Regions from separate parts of the Zea mays genome. Here region 2 is linked to region 1. The links are chromatin contacts, called in public Hi-C maps. All regions are on one chromosome and are shown on one strand. Each heading gives the region's core, a stretch centred on a gene start, on an enhancer-like site or on the middle of the called end of the contact. The rest is flanking DNA. Distances are from core to core; before and after follow the strand shown.

Region 1 (5,032 bases), core at 1,299-3,798:
TGTTGAGTTTGGGATAAAAACGGCTACGCGAACTCTTAGAAAAAAATCCAATATTTTAAAATAGATATAAACGGGATTTGATGTTATTTTTTTCTTATGTTATCAATCACATTATTACATATAAAAACAAAATTTTGTATAAATTAATTTATACGTTGTTTGCTCCCTACAACAAAAAAAATTGAAAAAGTATTCATATCCATATCTGAATGATACCAAATTTTATATTTATTATTTAAAAATATATAAAATAAATTTAAGGTTTATGTTTTATAAATATGTACAAGCTCAATACTAGAAACAAAAATATCAATTTGTATAGCAGATTCTATATCATATTTATTCACTATAAAAAATTTAAAACATTAATATCAGAATATGTACACGTTTTTCATCCCTCCAACAATCAATACATATACTAAAAAAAATCTCAAGAATATGTTACATACGCTTGATTTCCTCCATCCGCAACAGTTTCGACTCCGTCTCCTCGACATCGAGGCGCAGGGCGATGTTCGTCAAGTCGCGGTCGGCGGAGAGGAGCACCCCGACTTGGACTAGCAGTACGACGGCGACCACGGCTCGCCGTCTCCTCGCCGGCATGTTGGGCAAGTGGCTGCCGTACAGGAAGTAGACGACGGCAGCGGCGATTGCCGAGACAATAAGGCCGGCATCAATCAATCTGGTACCGTACTCCATATATGAGCTTGACCTACAGCTAACAGATGAACTCTAACCTAAGTTGAATATAACGCGGCGAATCCTGGCGAAAGTTCACTTTTTTAGAGGGCGACGCCCTAGCTTGAAGGATGATTATATTGACATCTACGACGCAGCTGCGGCCGCGCGGGGCGGTTACGTGATCGACTCCAACTACCACTCCTATATATTCTCTGGGAGTTTAATTGGAAGTATATCTTCTATTAACTCTTTCTTTGCACTTTCATAAAATAAAGATATTACGTCGTATAGAATATTGGTCAGAACTACTATAATAGCGTTAGCAATCATTAAAAATAGTAATCTCACGAGGGTTTCAATATTTGAATTGATTTTTTTTACAAAATAATCTTAAAGGACTGGCAAATTATATATGCAGTTATGGTTCCACATATGTGTCAAATATTAAGTTAAAATTTATAAATATATCTAAAGTGATAATCTACATAAATTATATGTTATGGCTACTAATATAATTTTAAACAATTGAATTGTTAGTATCTCTTTATAAGAGCAACTCCAACAGTCCCGGTAAACGACTCGTGCTCTATAAAAAAAACTCTGTGTAAAAAAATGTCGCCCCACTTGTGTTTTCATTGACGTTTGGTAACCGAAACTTTCAGTGGAAATTTGAACATACCGCCGATTTTTAGCTCTTTTCTACTAGTGCCAAACAGCTTCCAAGTTCCAAAAGCCTCTTCTTCAACCTCGCTATTGCTTCTCGCTCGCCATCGCCTTCCCATCACTGGCCATCTTTGGCTAGCCTTCAGGACTCACCATCTTTGGCCGGCGCGCTTTGCCGCCCTCCTGCTCCCTCCCGCGTTGGTTCCCGTGGCTCCACTACCCGCACGACCTCCCCACCGCCAAGCACTCGCGCAACACATACCTCCCTCTCCCTTCGATCACCGGTGACCACTTCTCTGGCAGCCACGACCGTCCCTACCCTCGCGGCAGCTCGACTAGGGCCACTTTCGACCTCGCCGTCACCCATCTCTCTGCCACGCTCACCCTCGCAGGACCCGTGCCCGCCGAGGCTGGTGCATTGGCGCTCGCCCCACTCCGTGTCTTTTGACCTCGACGACTGCTACTACTCCACTGCCCACTTCCACTGTGGAGCTCTGCATGGTCGACTTCGACTCTTATGATGAGGAAGACGACTTCGGTATCGTCGTCCTCTCCGACATCGTGCTCCGCCTCCACCTGGCACCGACTTCAGTCCCAGTCCCATCGTCCTCCTCGCAAAATGAAGAAGTCTGTGAAGAAGAAAATGAACAGCAAAATTAGAGTCTCTTATCTCTGTACTAATCTCTAGGCCGAGATTCTCTTTAAGGGGGTAGGATTTGTAAACCCTTAAAATAAGGTTTGAAGAAGTTTATGTGGTTCCCAAGATTGAAAGGTTATTTAAATTTTGGTTGTGTGAATTATGCATTTGATATTAAATTCTCAAAATAAATAAATAAAATGAACTTTGCATTTCATACTGGTATTTTATTTGGTTGTTTCATACTGACTTGTATTCATATTGATTCTTGAACTTAAATTTGAATTTGAGTAAGAAATTAGAAAATAGCAAAGGAAAACAGAAAAAAATGAAAAGAAAAGGAATGCAACCGTTCTAGGCTGAAACCTCCTCACTCAGCCGACCTATCCCTTCCCTTATACAACACCCATGTGGGCCGCTCGCCCGTTCGACCCACTAACGCCCTTGTAGGCCGGCCCAACTCACTCTCACCCGCCGGCCCAACTTTGCTCCTTTCTTTTTCTTTTTCCGCCACCTCAATGAGTCAATGATCTCAGGGACCCGCGTGTCATCTCTCGCTTCTCGCCTGAAAACAAAATCTCCAACAGAATACTGTTGCGCTCGATTTGGACGGGATCCGATCACCCGGGGCTTCACCTCCACCCTATATAACTCGAGCCTGCGCCTCCTCTCGAGCCATCTAAACGCAGAGAGCATCTCTTCCGAATGCCTCACCACGGTCAGAGAGGGCGGAGAGAGAAGAAGTCGCCGCCACCGTCAAAAGCCGGAGTTCTCCTGGGTCGCTAGGAACCTGTACGCGAAGGAATCAGGCGCGGTGAAGACTTTGTACCCAGGGTATTGCTCAACGGAGCAGGATCTCCGCCCCGGTGCCGCGATTCGCCGTGAATCGAAGCCTCCGCGCCATCAGGTACTCCCCTGGCCTTCGCTACCATCTTCCCCCTCCCTGCGTAGCAGTTCGTGGTGTCCATCTTAGAGCAGTAGGGCATGGGTAATCGCTCACCGGAATACGGAAGCCGCCGCAGAGGCGCCATCGACGTGGCCAGCCTCGGCCTCCACTTCGTTGTCGGCATGGATGCGTTCTTCTATTTTGCCCTGTCCACCGCTTCATATAATGCTCGTCGGTATAGGAATGTTCGACCACAAGGGCGGCACTGCGGTGATTTCCTGCCGGCGCATGACCGTCGCGACAATGGGCAGCGCCGCCGTCAGTGCGGAATCGGGCAGAGTGGAGGAGTCCCAGGCTGTTCCATTTAGGCAATGTTAGTTGTGTGCTAATTTATAGGGATTGAGCGAGATTAAATTCAGTACAAGTCAAATTTCTCTAGATCCCTTCTAATTCTCATCAATCTCTATGATTTTAGAATCAAACGGAACGTTTCAGATTAGATGAGAGGTAATGGTTTGACAGGGGCGATGTGTGTGGTTCGATCATGGATGTGCGATCACGATCGTGGCAATGACATGGATGTCTCTGGTCTGTTGATCTGGAATCCAACGGTGGAGTGTGCTACCGGTTCGGTCTCTAATCTGAGTCGTGGTTCGGTGGCTGCATGGCTCTAGATCCGCTCAGGGTTATAACAGTAGACTATAACTACGAAAGCGTCCCTGAGTTTTTACATAATAGACCCATCGATTATTCGTGTGCAAATAAATTGCAGATGGATCCTTGGTATTTTCAAAATAAACCCTAGAAGTTATTTTAGGTATAGAATTAATATAAAAATGCGTAAAAACTTGCATAAATCATATCTTGCTCATTTTAACTCTGTTTTATTTCGTTCAAGTTGCGTTAAGTTCGTAATAATATTGCCTAAACTTTAGTTACATTATTTTTATCACGCAACATGTTTTCAAAAATAAGTAACTATACTTGTTTAACCTAAGTTTATGGGATTCACTTTTCTAATCTAAGTATAGTATTTTAATTTGACCCATCTATAATTTGACTAAAATAAGATTTCTAATCAAGATAAAACTTGAATTAAAAGTTAAATTTGTTATTTATTTAGAATATCTTTTCTACACATAATTTGTATTAATCAAAATAACATAGTTCAATACTTAATCACATAAAACTTCCAAAAACCATATCATTTTAACTATAACTTCGATTTTAGTTGTTCTCGAATCTATGATCTCGTAGCGACGTGTAAAATAATAATGTGTGAATTGTTTTCATCTTTGGTGTAATGTTACCATATCCATTATTTGCTTGATTGTATGTATTGTTGCGCATAGAAGCGAGATGGCGAGGAATCTGTCACACTTGAATTTAAGGGGCAAATCCAAGTGTGTCTCATATGTGCACAATTGATCTTATTAACGAACTGGTATGTTCTATAGGATCTTGGATTAACGATCAACGTCTGAGATTTTAAGTCGCTTCGATGAGCAATTAGTGCAATTCCATGGATGCTCCCGGTTAGTCGACTCATGCCTAGGTTCTATATGCACCAGTGATCGCCCCGAACCCAACCACGGGGTCACATCGATGGGGATTGCGCGGATCGACGAGTGACCGCTTACACACCCTTGTCTCCCTTTCTCGATTCTCGGTGGTTGGTTATCTCTGTACCTAGCTAGGGTTTGTTGGACAACGGGGGTGTCCTAACTTATACCCTAGAGCAAACGAGATGGGAATCAGAATCGGATTTCACACCTCGGTTGTTGCTCGCGAGTTGGGAGATGACCCTGTCCGGCGGTGTGGGGGATGGATATCTACAGAGTCCACACGCGCATGAAAACACGTCTAGGGCCACCTAGCAGGCATCCCCTGGGGCATCTTGTGGTGGGCCGTCCGAAAGTAACCAGGTGAAGCAAGCCCATTCTGAACTAGTAAAGGCCAATGTCCGAGTTAGGTGCCACGAGAGCACGTGTATGTCAGGCATGACGTTTGCGCCCACCCGACATGCTAAGTCTCCGGCGGTAACTTGGGCGGATGAGCGTAGTGAGTTCCTAAGATGTAGGAGGACAATTCGCTACAAATCGGGAGATTGGCGAACATATTACGTTTACCACTTGTGCGGGGATAGCTATCCTTGGCCGTGTATA
Region 2 (4,665 bases), core at 1,059-3,558, 260 kb after region 1:
AGGAGGGGGCCTCTTATAATGGCTTCTTCCATAAGGGAGTGTAAAAAAGGTAAAAAACATTACTCTTCGGTAACTTTTGTTGTGTGTCAGTATCCTTTGCCATGTGAATGTTATCCTAAAGACTTCGCGAGGATGGCATGACTTGTGTCAATGACGTGAGCCATGTGGTCATTATTATGGGTTTTGTCCATATGCTCCCCTATGCCGACCTTCCTTCTTCATAGCTTGCTCGTAGGTCCTTTCCCTACTTCTTGTGCGTGGGTTGTAGGGCTTCTGGTAGGTTGCGGCCTAGGGGTTTAGGTCATGAGTGGGAAGGGGATGGGTACTGCCCACGCCATACCTTTTCGGCTGTCGTGATGGTGGGGAGCACACAAAGCTGGTGGTTCAGTCAGGCTGAATTCTTTAGATCCACTCGAGTGGATTTCGATCGGCTTATCCGACCTTCTTGCCAATTTCCACCTCGTCCTACCCCCATGTTTCGACCCGTGTGGGCGTCTCATGGGTGAGGTGGAGGCTAAGGGCTCGTAAGTGGTTGGCTTGGAACGTCCCTCTCCCTTGATGCCTAATGGGCCCAAAAGTCTAGGGTTTTATACCCCGGCACTTTGTTGCTTGCTACCAACTCATCCTCCTTGTTTTTTGAAAACCCATTTTGTACCAATGGGGTGCCATCTTATGGAGATGGTATCAAAATCCAAACCTTGTTTCTCTCAAAAATTTCTAGCTCCTCATGCATAACATCATGTTGATTTGATATACTTGATGTGATCATTTTAGAGATGGAGGACACCATAACAGAGTGTGTTAGGTCCTGTCACCAACTTCCCTATGCCCACTGGATCTCTTACTTGTTGATGAGGGAGCTAGACCAATAGAGTACTTAATCTATTCATGGGCTAGATGAATCACCTACTTAGTTTTCGGTGTACAAAATGACTTCTTACATTGAGTTATAGAGTTTTGAGATAGACTTGCTAAGCAGCTCGTTCGGCTAACATAAGCACTATAGATGAGCAGGACAAGGCCATCAGGGTCATTGAGTAGTCAAAGTTGGCAAATTTGTTTTCACAACACTGACACCATATATGGTTGTAATGAGGATTAATTGCTATTACAATTGATGCCACCACCTAGAGCACAAGACTTGGAGACATGAGGCTCTAGCTTAGCAACACCTTCATATGCAACACAAATTGACCCTGCTCTAATATAGATATTGTTGCACTCTAGATAGGGTAACAACGTCAAGCTAGGGTCCAGAAGGAGTAGAGTGAGCAAATGCTCGCTATGTTTGAGCATATTGGGGTGTTTGGTTTCAGGGACTAAAGTTTAGTCTGTGTCATACTCCCTCCGTTTCTTTTTATTTGTCGCTGGATAGTGCAAAATTGCACTATCCAGCGACAAATAAAAAGAAACGGAGGGAGTATATAATATTTAAATGACTATTTTGAGAATTATATATATTCTAATTATAAAACTAATTACACTGCTAAAGACCAAACAGTGAGACCAATTTATTAAACATAATTAATGCATGATTAACAAATGTCTATTGTAGCATCATATGAGTGAATAATGGATTAATTAGATTAAAGAGGTTCATCTTATCATTTAGTTCTCATATAATTAGTTTTATAATTTAACTATATTTAATACTTCTAATTAGCATCTAAACATTCGATGTCATAGGACCAGAATCAGGGCCAACATATGACATATAAGGAGTTGTTCTATGGTAGATATACATAATGCCCTATCTAAGCCGATATAAATCCTCATTTCATGATACGCTGACATCTAGTAGAACGACAAATCCTACGACATACGTAGGGATGGTAATAGGGTCTAGATTTTACACCAAGGATGAAATCAGATTAAAATTAGGCTCTATTTTTATTTATTTTTAAGTAAAATTATGTAAGAGCTTTAACTTACTGTGAATAAATATTTGGATCGTGGTCTATTACCATCTCTAATTATAGGTAATCAGCATGATTTCCTCTATCAACAAAGATATTGCGGTGTATTTTAGCAATATCGCTTATTTTGTCTCCATGTTTTCATTGAACAAGCAACTGATGCTTTACATCTAAAGATATAAAGATACGTAGCTAAGCAATCTTTTGGAATGTTATGTATTTTCACTAAAAGTAGTTTATATTTTCTGTCGCTATACTATTCGTCACAACTTAATATTGGTTTGTTAATGTGACGCATATACAAGCTGGCATTATTCATTTTTATCCTAGTGCCGAACAACTTTGTCTAGAGTAGGGCCATGTTTGCTCGTCCGTGAGGCAAGCTTGTATAGTGTAAGTATCGTCTCAAGCGTCCGATTTTGAGCGCAAGGTCCGGATTGCTTACCATGGAAGCGAACGCGAGTAGAAGCGAAGGGGCCAAGGCCCAAGGGGGCCAAGAGCGCAAGGTCCGGATCAGCTGAAGGGCAGTCTCGTTTTTTCATGCTTGTCCACTCTCCAGTCTCCACGGTGCCAGTACACAGCACTTCGCCTCCATACAGCACTTGAGCACTGGCATCCTGCTCTGCCAGAGAGAACTCAGACGCGCCCGGTGTCCTCTGCAGCTCTGCCACCCCCAAGAAAGCGAGGACGACGGCTCGCCCTCGCGCGGCGCCTTCATCATGCTCCCGCCGTTCGGCAACCCGCTCTGGGTACCGGAGGACATGGACGACCAGCAGCAGCACGCGCCTCCGCCGACGCCCATGGAGTTGCTGACGGTGCCGGCGCAGGGGCACGAGGAGCAGAACCTCCTAGCCCTGGCCTCGGCCGCCGCCGTTGCCGGGGCCGGATGTGTTTTCAGCTCACCGGCGATGCTCGATGACGACTGGTACTTCGACCCCGTGGCTGCGGCCGCCGCCACCGGCGCGCAGGGGCACCTGCTCCTGGCGCCGCCGGGGCCGGTGCCCGGCCCCGGCGCCGGCTCGCAGATGTTCTCCCTCTTCAACGTTGGCGGCGCCGCGACGTTCGACGTCCATGGGTTCGACATTGGCCTCGGCACGCTCGGCGGCGGGTCCGGTGGCGACCTGGTCCCGTTGGCGGGTGCAGGGAACACATCGAATTCCGCGTCCTTTTCCATGTCCCTGAACGCCGGCCTCCTCGCCTCCTCGTTCGGCGGCTTTGGCACAGCGCCGGCGCAAATGCCGGACTTCGGCGGCCTGGGCGGGTTCGACATGTTCAACAACGGCGCCGGCTCCTCCTCCGCGGCGCCCCCTCCTGCCTCGGCGTCCCTTACGGTGCCGTTCTCCGGGCGCGGGAAGCCCGCCGTGCTCCGCCCGCTGGAGACCTTCCCGCCCGTGGGCGCGCAGCCGACGCTGTTCCAGAAGCGCGCGCTGCGCCGCAACGGCGGCGGGGAGGACTACGACAAGAAGCGCAAGGCGGAGGCCACCGCCGCGGCTGCGGGAGCTTCGTCGGCCTGTGGCGGTGACGACGCTGAGGACGATGACGGCGGGAGCATCGACGCGTCCGGGCTCAACTACGACTCGGAGGACGCCTGCAGGGGCGTCGAGGATAGTGGAAAGAAGGACGGCAAGGGTTCCAACGCCAACAGCGCGGGCGACGGGAAAGGTAAGAGGAAGAGGTTGCCGGCCAAGAACCTCATGGCGGAGCGCCGTCGCCGGAAGAAGCTTAATGACCGGCTCTACATGCTCCGATCCGTCGTGCCCAAGATCAGCAAGGTGAGAATTGTACCCTTTCATCCATTTGTTAATCGGCTACTATGAATTGTAGCTCGTAATTTAGATGAATTCTCCGAATTTTGGTAGCAATTAGCATCTGGCATTAGTGCATTACTATGTGTGCTTATATTGGTATATGTTTCATGGAATTAATTATGTGAAGCTAGTGTACTCCCTCCATGGCGCACTATAAATTGTTGTAGAGATGTTGCGCACATAAGCTGCAGCTGTTCCCATAGAATTGTAGATGCCCTTGTTGTCTCTGACTGCATCCTTCACTGCATTCATAGATATCACTAGTGTAACTTTCTCTGGCTGTTTCTGTAAAGATGGACAGGGCCTCCATTCTCGGCGACGCGATCGAGTACCTGAAGGAGCTGCTGCGGAAGATCGAGGAGCTCCAGAACGAGGTGGAGTCATCAGCATCCCCAGCTTCCACGGCCTCGCTGCCTCCGACGCCCACGAGCTTCCGCCCTCTGACTCCCACGCTGCCCGCCCTACCATCTCGCGTGAAGGAAGAGCTGTGCCCGAGCGCGTTGCCTAGCCCTACTTCCAAGCAACCAAGGGTCAGTATATATACATACTTCTCTCTGAAACCACGCTTCATCGGCAGCGTTCTTTCAGATGAAATGGTTCGACAAAAAAAAAACATGTCGTATTGATTCGAATGTAGCTTCTTCAGCTGTGACTGTGAGTGACATGGACGATTTAGCTGACTTGTTGTGTGCGACAGGTTGAGGTGAGGACGACGAGGGAAGGGCGGGAGGTGAACATCCACATGCTCTGCGCTCGCAGGCCTGGGCTTCTGCTCGCTACCATGAGGGCAATCGAAGGGCTCGGGCTCGACGTCCAGCAAGCTGTTGCCAGTTGCTTCAACGGGTTTTCCTTGGACATCTTCAAGGCTGAGGTAAACGTAATGTCATGTTATTTCGTTGCCACGTGAAAAAAAAATCTACTGACGAGGAGAGAGGGCCTGC

What was found. Hi-C and Micro-C count contacts between places; a contact is called where the count stands out from the background.
Region 2: a contact with region 1 is called in a Hi-C map of leaf, with 8 times the contacts expected there. The contact joins the promoter of LOC103648024 here to the promoter of LOC103648021 in region 1. A contact is called at or near these places in 4 of 25 Hi-C or Micro-C datasets (ear, endosperm and leaf).

Annotation. Positions count from the first base shown.
Region 1 is chr2:229,562,375-229,567,406 of Zm-B73-REFERENCE-NAM-5.0, forward strand. LOC103648021 reads left to right here and starts at 2,549. Exons shown (of 4, transcript XM_008672521.4): 1 at 2,549-2,888.
Region 2 is chr2:229,821,037-229,825,701 of Zm-B73-REFERENCE-NAM-5.0, forward strand. It overlaps LOC103648024 (transcription factor SCREAM2), which reads left to right and starts at 2,309. Exons shown (of 4, transcript XM_008672524.4): 1 at 2,309-3,688; 2 at 4,018-4,254; 3 at 4,422-4,595. The coding sequence starts at 2,636.